Linked DNA regions of Pan troglodytes: region 1 is linked to region 2. A link is a contact called in public HiChIP or PLAC-seq data. All regions are on one chromosome and are shown on one strand. Each heading gives the region's core, a stretch centred on a gene start, on an enhancer-like site or on the middle of the called end of the contact. The rest is flanking DNA. Distances are from core to core; before and after follow the strand shown.

Evidence for each region. HiChIP or PLAC-seq counts read pairs in DNA pulled down with a chosen protein or histone mark.
Region 1: a contact with region 2 is called in an H3K4me3 HiChIP or PLAC-seq map of stem cell-derived excitatory neurons, with 5 times the contacts expected there. The contact joins the promoter of COX10 here to the promoter of HS3ST3B1 in region 2. A contact is called at or near these places in 1 of 7 Hi-C or Micro-C datasets (stem cell-derived neural progenitor cells) and 1 of 1 datasets of contacts at active chromatin or transcription factors (stem cell-derived excitatory neurons).

What each region holds. Positions count from the first base shown.
Region 1 is chr19:56,627,668-56,633,012 of NHGRI_mPanTro3-v2.0_pri, forward strand. COX10 (cytochrome c oxidase assembly factor heme A:farnesyltransferase COX10) reads right to left here and starts at 3,923. Exons shown (of 7, transcript XM_024350477.3): 1 at 3,782-3,923. The coding sequence starts at 3,824. It overlaps LOC107969247 (a long non-coding RNA gene), which reads left to right and starts at 3,938. Exons shown (of 7, transcript XR_010153264.1): 1 at 3,938-4,158.
Region 2 is chr19:56,395,857-56,401,312 of NHGRI_mPanTro3-v2.0_pri, forward strand. HS3ST3B1 (heparan sulfate-glucosamine 3-sulfotransferase 3B1) reads right to left here and starts at 3,948. Exons shown (of 3, transcript XR_675343.5): 1 at 1,078-3,948.

The DNA.
Region 1 (5,345 bases), core at 2,673-5,172, 230 kb after region 2:
TCAACCAATCTCTACTCTGTTCCCTATTGTACATAAAACCGTTACTTAAGACTTCAGGAACATCTGAAGACTTCAGGAACATCTTGAACTCTCCTGTTATCAATTAACAATCATCAAGTCCAATCTACTCTGAAATATAGGTCAGATCTGTCCACTTCTTCCCATTTTTACTGATCATCTTACATTCATCATCTTACATTTGGACTATGGTAACGATAGCAGCATTCAAGCCAGTCCTCCTGCCTTCAATACTTCCTTTCCTCTCCAATCCACGTTCCCAGAGGCAACAGTTTTCTTCCTGTTACATATTACTAAATACATATTACTCACACAACCCACCAAAGCAACATCGCCCATGACCCTCCACTGAAAACACCACACATTTCACCATTTGTTCATCTGTTTCTATCGTTTCCTTATTTGCACACCACTCTGTCAAATTTTCTGTCTTTGTCAACTACTCTGTCACTTTATGCCATGTTGCATGACACTTCTTCATGCAAATTGTTCCCATCATCTAATTTTTTAGTTCCTTGATGGCAAGAATTCTCCTTTACTCACCACCTTTGTAAAACAGCTAGCAGAGCACTTTTATATAATAAGGAAATGATGTTTGATGACTAGATAGCCCACACAGCACACCTGGACTATGGGAAGGAGAACTATCACAACCCCAAGAAATACATCACAATTTTCTTAGACTGGAGATAAATCACTTCTTCATTGAAATTATAGTCTCAAACCTGAGTTAATTATGACATGCTTGTTTTCCATAAACATGAGAATGTGTTTGTCTTGGAACCACCTTGGAAAATAACTCTCATGACTAAGTGGGTGGATTACCTGAGGTTAGGAGTTCGAGACCAGCCTGACCAACATGGTGAAACCCCATCTCTACTAAATACAAAAAACTAGCCAGGCATGGTGGTGCATGCCTGTAATTCCAGCTACTTGGGAGGCCAAGGTTGGGGGATCACCTGAGGTCAGGAGTTCGAGACCATCCTGGCCAACACAGTGAAACCCCGTCTCTACTAAAAATACAAAACTTAGCCGGCTGTGGTGGTGGGCGTCTGTAATCCCAGCTACTCAGGAGGCTGAGGCAGGAGAATTGCTTGAACCTGGGAGGTGGAGGTTGCAGTGAGCCAAGATTGTGCCATTGCACTCCAGCCTGGACAACAAGAGTAAAACTCCATCTCAACAACAACAAAAAAAAGATTACGTGGGTCAAACTGAGATTTTACAGAATGGTAGTAAGAAGAAAAAACAGCTATGAAACTGACATTTCATTTCGTTGAAACATGTCACATTTTTATGAACCAGTGCCTAGAAACTGAAAGACATTTCAGCCTTGTGTAAACAAATGTAAGTTTGGAGATACACAAAGATTATAATAGATACATTAAAATTCTGGAAGCATAAGACCATATCTATTATTCACCATCAACACTGGCTCCTGATTTTAGGACGTTTAAAATTAGGTAAGGAGACAAATAGCTAAAAAATGCTGACATTTTTTATTTTATTTTTTATTTTTTGAGATGGAGTCTCACTCTGTCACCCAGGCTGGAGTGCAGTGGCACGATCTTGGCTCACTACAACCTCTGCCACCTGGGTTCAAGCGATTCCCCTGCCTCAGCCTCCCAAGTAACTGGGATTTCAGGTGCACACCATTGCACTTGGCTAATTTTTTTTTTTTTCTTTTGGTATTTTTAGTAGAGAAGGCATTTTACCATGTTGACCAGGCTGGTGTTGAACTCCTGACCTCAAGTGGTCCACCTGCCTTGGCCTCCCAAAGTTCTGGGATTACAGGTGTAAGCCACTGCGCCCAGCCAGTGATGACAGTTTTTAAATGGCTGTAAAATACTTAGAACTTTTAGAAGCAAAATCAGGCATGATACTACTCGATCACTAACACTGTCCCAGTTTACCTTCTCTGCCACCTTGTCCCACCATGCTGCTTCCCCATCAAGCTCTCTTAGTAGATCTTCCAAATGGATCACAGGAAGTTATACAGACCACTTACTAGCAGAGTTTTTGGCAATCATGTTCACAGCTTCAGGGAGTAAGCTGTCTATTAATTCCTTCCATACCACCACTGCAAAGACTGATGCAGCAACAAACCATATGGGCCACATGCAGCCCACCTACTGGAACTGGGCAATTCACAGTAGTCAAGCAGAATTGTCCTATAGCTGACAATATAGAATGGAAAGGCAGAAAAACAGCTAATCTGAAGGATGCATGCTGGAAAAACCTCCATACAGAGAAGATATTTGAAGCAACAGAAAAGGATGAGTTCTCTGAGAATGAGTGCCCAGGATCAGGATCAAAGAACATTCACAGTCAGGGATGGTAGAATGTAACAAAGAAGTGATTCAAAAAAGAATCACAGGACTTTAAAAAACAACAAACAACAACTTTTCATTATGGAAAATCACAGCCATGTGTAAAAGCAGAAGAGTACCATGAGCCGCCATTACTTATCCCCAAGCTTCAACAATTACCAGACCCTAGCCAATCCTGTTTCATCTATTCTACCTCTCCACTTTACAAACCAAACAGGACCTTTGAGATCACCTACTTCAATTACGTCATTTTATAGATGAGTAAACTCAATTCCAGAAAAGTCAAATGAATTGCCCTGGAATCACACAGACCAGAAGACAGCCATAAAATAACTTTACGAAAAAGAACGAAGAACGCAATTTCATGGAGTCACAGTGTCAACATCACCAGATGGTGCAGAGAGCTTGTGTGTGGTAGGTGACAACTGAAAAATGTTTCTGGGATGTGATCAAAAGGCAGTCCCTGGCTTCTCTTATCTGGCCTCTAATATGCACCACCGGCATCACATTCCTCACACACCCATTAGTTAATCATCTAACGTCCTCTTTAAGATCTCCATGGGGACAAATTGCATCCATCCACAAATAACTATTGGGAGCAAACAATGTACACTAAGTACTGTTCTGGGCACTGGAAACACAGATGGACACTGTCCCTGCCATCACAAGGTTTATATTCTAGTTGGGAAAAACAAATAATAAACGAGTATATAAATAAACAAGTATAGACTGTGCTAACCATAATGAAAGAAATAAATGGAATGATGTGAAAAGAAAGAAGTAGGGGGCCCTAGTTTATATAGGGTGGTCTCTATAAAGGCCTCTCTGAAAAGGTGACATTTGAGATGAGCCATTACCAAGAGTCAAGGAAGAACATTCCAGCTCCAATATACATTTGTCATTAGTTTCTTCGAGTGAAAGGATATTAAAGACCATTCTGGCGGTACAGAGACAAAAGTCTGATGGAGACTACACTCCGCTGTCTGCAACTGTCATTATCATCACCGTTGTCATCATGACCCTTTATATTGGAACAAGGCTTCTGAGTGGAAGCAAAGCACCTTCCTTGTCATTGCAAGCCAGTGGCTAGAAGCTGAGGCTCTGATAAGGAGGACTGTGGAACCCCAAGGTTCTGCTCTGCCCTCTCCTCCAGCTTCCGCTATCTGAAAACCTAAAGAAGCAGGAAGACACCGCTCTTCCGCAGAAGCCGGATGGAGGAGGCTGTGTGGACCACTAAAGCCACAGTGCAAGACTGGACCCTAGCTCCGTGGCCTCTTCACTCCAAGCTACTCCAGAGGTCATTTCCCCCACCACACCGGTGGCCGGCCAACCTCGCCAAGGGCTCCCCAAGGTTGCAGCCAGCCGGAACCACGGCCTCGCACGTGGTAATAAGAGAAGAATTTCCCCCAAGGTCGTGCCCAAGGCGGGTACAGTACCTGTCAGGAGGCGTGAGGAGAGAGTGTGCGGAGATGCGGCCATAATTTACGAGTCTGGGGCCGCTCCCCGGGATCCCTGTGTCCTCTCTCCTCACGGGACGCTGGGCGCCGCCATCTTCCTTCCCCGCCCCCCTGTGGGAGTAGTTCCGGGCCGTCACTTCCGGCGGGCGGGCTCGGAAAGGAGAGCGTGGTGTCTGGAGGTGATCGGAAGGGACTGGCTGGAGTGTGGCGGGCTGACAGGTCTGAGGCCTGAAGGACTTCCGGGAACCGCAAAGCACGGTGTGCCTCCGTTGTCCTGATGAAAAAGCCGCGCGCGGACGACTGGCCGGCCCACGCTTGCAGCTCCCAGAAGTTGACAGGCATCCTCCGGTGACCGGGTGAGGTGGGCAGGGTTGGGCCGCAGAGTCCTCCCGGCCAATTTAAAGTTACAGCGGCCAGGCGCTGTGGCTCACGCCTGCAATCCCAGTGCTTAGGGAGACCGAGGCAGGAGGATCGCTTGATCCTGGGAACTCGAGACCAGCCTGGGCAACAAAGCGAGACCCCGCCTCTACAAAAAATGTAAAATTAGCCAGGTGTGGTGGCGCGTGCCTGTGGTCTCAGCTACTCAGGAGGCTGAGGCGGGAGGATCGCTTGAGCCTGGGAGGTCGAGGTTGCAGTGATTGCGCCACTGCACTGCAGTCTGGACGACACAGTGAGATCCTGTCTCTAAAAATAAATTTTAAAATAAAAATAAAGTTAAAATTAGAACACTTCCCGGTGACAGGAGCATCATGAGGAAATGGTTCTCGTGGGGATGCTTCCACCTCCACGTCTAATCAATTACACTTTACCATAGTCTCTATCAAATGGGAGCCCAGAGGAACTCCGGGTTACTTGTTTCTGAGCCACACTAAAGGAACTGAATCATCCAGATATCTCCAGATTGCATGTAGAGGTTCAGATTTGGTGGTCTGGAGTGAAATCCGTATTCTAGTTCTGGCCTTGTGACCTTGTTGGAGCAAATTACCTAAGTCCTCTGAACCTCAGTTATCTAGCAATACAATGGAGTAATAATGGTACATCTTTTATAAGAGGTTGAGAGAATTAGATAAATGTGTTTCATGGGTAGCCAGACACCTACTAGGTACAGGCACTAATAGATTATTACCTGTGTTATCATAAGTGTTGTGATTACCGGGGTAGATCTCAGCATCCCCCAACCCCTCGATCTTCTTTTCAGATTGGGGTTCCACTAGTAAAAAGTAGATTGAAGAAAAGATTCCGCTTTTGAAAAAGAAGAGAAAAAATAGGTAATTGGGTTCTAAAAAGGCCATTTTTTCCTGTGTTTTCAATGATGAGAGGATAGCCGTTTTGGTTCACCTCAACTAACATTGCTAGGCACAGGGGACGCTGAAGAGATTAAGACACCCCCCGCCCGATTCTGTAGGAGCTTAACACTAGACCAATGAGGGGACAAGAGGCTGTCGATTGTCACTATCAGTGTGATAGGAGTAGTATACAAAGTGCTGCAGAAACCCTGATGAGGTAACATTTCTGTGCAGTTGGTTTAAGGAAAGCTTCAGAG
Region 2 (5,456 bases), core at 2,698-5,197:
TCGAAGACAGTTATCGGAGGCCGAAATCTAGACCTCCTGCCCACTCGCGCCTTACCCGAAGCTCGGGCAACCCAACAGCTCACCCCAAAGACCAGCAGCTGCGGAAAGCAGTGGGCAGAGGTAGTGATTATGACCCCGGGGCCGCTGTCCCTTTGGAACCTGACCCGCAACCCGACTCGAGAACAGAATTTCCGGAAGCCGCGACCTCGAAGCAAACCTCATTTCTCAATCAATGGGCCCCGAATATTCTTTGCTCCGGACGTGTAAAAGCCCCGCGGAGACACGCGTCCTTGCTTTCCCTATCCCAGCACCGAGACCAGGGAGGCGGAAACGGGCGGCGGTGCCCGGAGGCCCGGACGCCTTCAAAGCCTCGCGCCGCTCCAGCCGGTTGCAGTGCGCGCCTTTGCCCGACAGGGACCAGCACAGCTCCACGCTCCGCGCGCCGCCCGCCCGCCAGGCGGAGGCGCCGGGCCACCCGCCCGGCTCACCCTCCCGAGCCCAGGCGGCTCGCGAGCGAGGCGGGTCTGACCCCCTTGGGGTTCCGGTAACCAGGCGGACTGTAACAAAAAGTTAACAGACTCTGCGGCCTCGCCGGGACGCCGCGGCCCCCACCCCCTCTCCCCATCTGGGAAGCAGAAGCTGCTCTAGAAGTTCGTTGAGGGCGGAGACCGACCAAAGGGGCTCAGAACATTCCCAGCGTCTCGGGCTCCGGGAGGAAAAAATTTAAAACGAGTCATAAAATACGATTCGAGTCGGATACCCCCATGGTTAGAGGGTGGCTCGCTTTGCTGAGGGCGGTCTCAGTCGCTGCCCTTCTTCTTTGCGGCGAGATCGCCTGATTAATTCAAGGGCACCAGTGCTCCGCGAGAACTTTCTGTGGGTTGTGACGAGAACCAAGCGGAGCGCAACCCTCACCGCACCCGGACAGGATGCGCTGCGCAATCTGCGGTAGTTTCCCTGCCCTACCCCGGGTGGTCCGAAGCTGTAACCCTGCCAATTCCCTATCATACGCCATGTCTCCCTTAGCTCAGGGTCTGAATCGATGATGGAGACCCTGCCCCTGGCAGGGAAACTCACCGGTACCAAGCGAGGCCCTTGTCGTAGCTGCGATCGAAGAAATGGGGCTCGGCGCCCACGGCGCGCACGTCGGGGTGCACGCGCAGAAACTCCAGCAGCGCCCGCGTGCCGCCCTTCTTCACGCCGATGATGATGGCCTGCGGCAGCTGCTTGCTCCCAGACCCACTGAAAAAGCTGGAGATGGGGCTTGGGGAGTCCGGCACCTCGGGACTCTGCTCCTCTGGGCTCGCAGGGCCCTCGGCCATCTCCTTGCCTGAAGCCAGTGGGGTGGCTGGCGGCGCCCGGAACGGCAGCCTGGGGGGCGTCCCGTCCGGAGCTGTGACCAGGGCTGGCGGGTCGTGTGCGGCGCGGGACCCAGAGCCCAGGAGCAGCAGCCCCGGCGCGGCGGCGCAGGAGCCGGCGCACGAGTACAGGAACATATAGAGCCAGACGCAGAGCATGGCGAAGAGCAGCGCGAGCTTCCTCCTCACCGGCGGCGGGGGCGGCGGCGGCTGCGGTAGGAGCCGGCCGGGGACATCGAGGCAAGATCTGCCGCCACTCAGGCGTTGCCCCATGCGCTGCCCGCGGGCGCGGCCAGGGGCATGGCTCAGCACATGGCGTGGGTCCCGCCGGGCAGTGAGCGCAGAGAGGGTTCCCCGGCACGCTGGACGCCCGGGTGGCTCGGTTTATTGCCCCCGTGTGCCCGCGGCCGCCGCTGCTGCTGCTGCTCTTCCCCAGGTGGCGGCGGCAGCTGTAGCGGCGGCGGCTCTTGACATGTTGCCCGGCAGGAGCTGCTACTGGAACGGAAAGTCGGGACGGCGGTAACTGCTGGGCGAGGGTCTGCTCCCGGGGCGCGACGACGCGCTCGGGGCCAGGAGGACGTTGCACTCTCGCGCCCTGGCCACTCTAGACTGTGCGCACCGCCGCACGCCGGGGCTGCCTCCTTGCAGTCCTAAGAACTGAGCCTCGAGCAGCCCCGGCACCTCCCCGCAGAGGCTGCGGAGGCGAACTGCGCAGGAAGAGAGCTGTGGACCGAGGTGGAGTGGGCGGTCCCGGCCTTCCAGAGTGACGGGCTGCTCTACCTACCAAAAACCCCGAACGCCATGCAAATACAGAAGCTTCTCCGAGAGCTTAGCAGCCAACCCGCTCCCAGGACGAGGGGGTGTGGAAAGGCTTCTGGGCGGTGTAGGGCGGTCAGGGGTTGCTATTGGCTTCGGAACAAGGGGCGGGCCCAGAGGGGCGGAGTTAGGGGCTGGTGACAGGAGCAGATGGTGGGAAGAATGCTGCAGTGACCTAGCGCTGGGAGAGGTCCTACCCTACTGAGTGGTGCGCTCCCACACCCGCACGCATTTCCGCACTCGTTCCCTAGAAGCCAGCCTTGGCGGTAGTTGCCCAGATGTTGGGACACGAGTCCCCATCCAGATGTTTCGCAGGAGGTTTCGTGATGCTTACGTGTTGCAGAGTAGGGAGGCGGTTGGAGGAGGGAGAGCAGGGTCGGAGATGCACTAGGCACTGGAACCCCCCCCCCGCCAACCCACGCCGGGGACTCATTCGGAGACCCTTCTGGGACAGGCACGGGATTAGGAAGTTTAAGTAGAAAGGATGTTTGGAAATCGCTGTCTTGTGTGTGTGTGTGTGTGTGTGTGTGTGTGTGTGTGTGTGTGTGTGTGTGTCTTTCCTTCTTATTCTTTGCCAGGTTAGCTTGGCCTGCCGGTTAACTGAGATTAGTGTAAAGTGTCCTTAACAAAAATCTCCAGCCTTCCAAACTGCCGAAAGTAGGTTGGGGAGGGGAAAAGAGACAGGAGAAATTACCAGGAAGAGAGTCTGGTAAACAAAAGTTTCCTGGTCGAAACATGTGCGTGGGAGTCATGTGTAGGAAGTTTTATCTGGATATGAGTTTGTTGGAGACGTTAGGTTTGAGAAAACTTTCCATCTCCCCCTTTTTCCTGAATAGATATAAAGCCAACATTTGCCTTAATTTAGGAGACAGTGTGATTTGCTAACCTGTGACACTGATTGTTTCGTGTTGTCATTCGCCATCGCTTTTTTAAAAGTCAAACATCAATTTGGAACAAATCCATCACTGAGGTGCACTTATTTAATAGTGAAAGTCTACTCGAAGTCACCCCCAACCACATTTTCTTTGGCAAAATGACCCACCCACCCGGGACTGGGGCGGATAAACGCGTCTTCCAAGAAACAGCAACCGCTAGCTGGGGGAAGTGCGGGTGAGCGGTGCTGCGCTTTGCTGAATTCTTGCCCAGGCGTTTGGAGTTCGGAAGCTCGAGATCAAATTCATACTGGTCGTGTTCAGGAAGTTTTCGATGCCTATAACCCAGCCTCTGCGGGGCCAGAGGGCCTCCAACTCCTGGCTGCAAGCGGTTCCGGGGACAGAACATTCCTTCCGACTCCGACCCCAGAGCGACCCCCGGGGCTGAGTGTCACTCACGAAGTGACTCACCGGGAGCCGCCGCCCGCACTGTACTTACTTCACTGTCGGCGACGGCGGGCGCAGCGGAACCGACCTGAGCCCTGGTCCCTCGACCACGCTGTCCAGGACCAGCCACCAGCAGCCGGCCCCTCTCACTTCCTGAGTAAATGTTCCCAAGTGTCCCCGAGTTTACGCAGCCCCACCCTGGGTCCGGTCCCCCCTCGTCGGAAGCAAACGGAGAAAGCCAGATTGACGTTAGCACCCCTGGTTTGAAAATGTGCCTGAGCAGCGGTAATGGCCAGAGAGGATTCAGATAGCACAGCTGCGAGCACCGGACCCGTGCGCCCCGGCTGTGCTACGGGAGACTTCTTTGCAACTACTTTGAGCCCAAAACGTTTTCTTACAAAACTGTTGAGGGAGAAATAAATTAGGCAGAGGATTTCCCTCCCGCTTTTATATTCTCAGCAATAACTTCTTTCTAGCTTTTCTTTCCGTGTCTCTCTGGGACGTTGTGTTTGTTCTTCGAAGTGACTTATTCGCTCTTAATTTTATAATCTAATCCATTTATTTTAAACTTCTAAAACATGAGAACAAATATATTTCTGAGCACTAGCCCGACTCTATTTGGAAATGTGAGGAGAAAATAGTGTCTCCGTAGGGAGTGTCTTCAAATTTTATGTTATTTAGGCGGAAAATTCATGTTGTATAGGTGTGTGTTAGGCGAACTGTAGCTCCCACGTGGCTAACTTCAGGCTTGCCTGGGTGTGAGTCTTTCAGTGTTTTAAGGATTTTGACAATCCCAATATAAAAAGTCCCTGTCCTGAGGATTAGTAAAGTCTAATAAGTGAGCAATTACAAATTGAGGCAGCTGAATACATTTGGCGTTTCTTTTTTCCGGGGGTGGATTGAGGGAAGGAGGGAGTAGAGGTAAAGATGTGGGCGTCGGAAATTGCTCTGACTGCAGCGCAGAGCTGAGCTCCCACAGCTAAGTCTCGGGCCGGACCCACCCGGCATCCTTTCAATTCCAACTATTGAGAACCACAGGGGAGTTCGCGGTGCGCACCGCGCCGCGGGGCCTTCCCGGCACAAGGTCGGAGGGTCGTCTGGGGCCTGGACAGCACCTGGGCGGGCTGGGAAGCGGCGCCAGAGGACGACCTGGGCGGCGAACTGACGCTTTGGCCCTTTTGCCCACCTAGCTGATCCTCCCATTGCTCTAGAGAGTCTCAGGCTGTGCCGTGAAATTCCCACGCGCGGCGGTCGCTCTCGGTCCACCCTTGGCAAGGGCCATCTCTCCCAACCGTCTTCCCATTCCGCAGATGCAGAACCCAAGGCTCAAACCTGGACAGAGCTGGTAGCCAAATTAACCGTGAACCCAGTTTGAGCTTCTGCCCTTAACCTTTGCTCAGCAGTGCGGGGCTCCCCACGCTTGGACCCTGGGCATCAGCAAACTGCCACCACTAAAACCGAGGGAAAGGTTTACCTCTGATAAACTCATTCAAAATGTTTGTATTCGGAAATGTAGAAAGGAGAGAATTGTATTTCAGCACGTCTATAAGGTTTATGTTTTATTTTGGTTGGTTTATTTGGTATTACCGAATAGGGTACGCAGCTACGGCCTCTCAGGGCTCTCATCTGGGAGGCAGCCCCTCTCCTTTAGGACAGGACAGGGCCGCCACAGGGGCCCTCTCCTCTCGCTCTTCCCCCAGGTCCTGCTGCCAACAGCCCTCTGTGCGACCCCAGTCGGGTCACTCTAAAATTTCACATCTGTAGAATGGGAGACTTGAGCCAAAAGATCCCCGCAGTATTTTTCCGCCTGAAATTTCTCCGATTCTAGGCTCGGGATGGGAGGCTCCGCAGCTGCTCCAGCCTGCGGCCAGCTCCGCCTCCCCAACAGCCACCCTCTGGGGCCGAGCTCCTCTATACCCTCTGCGGCACCGCAAAGCAGGCATTTCCTGGGGCAGCCTGAACC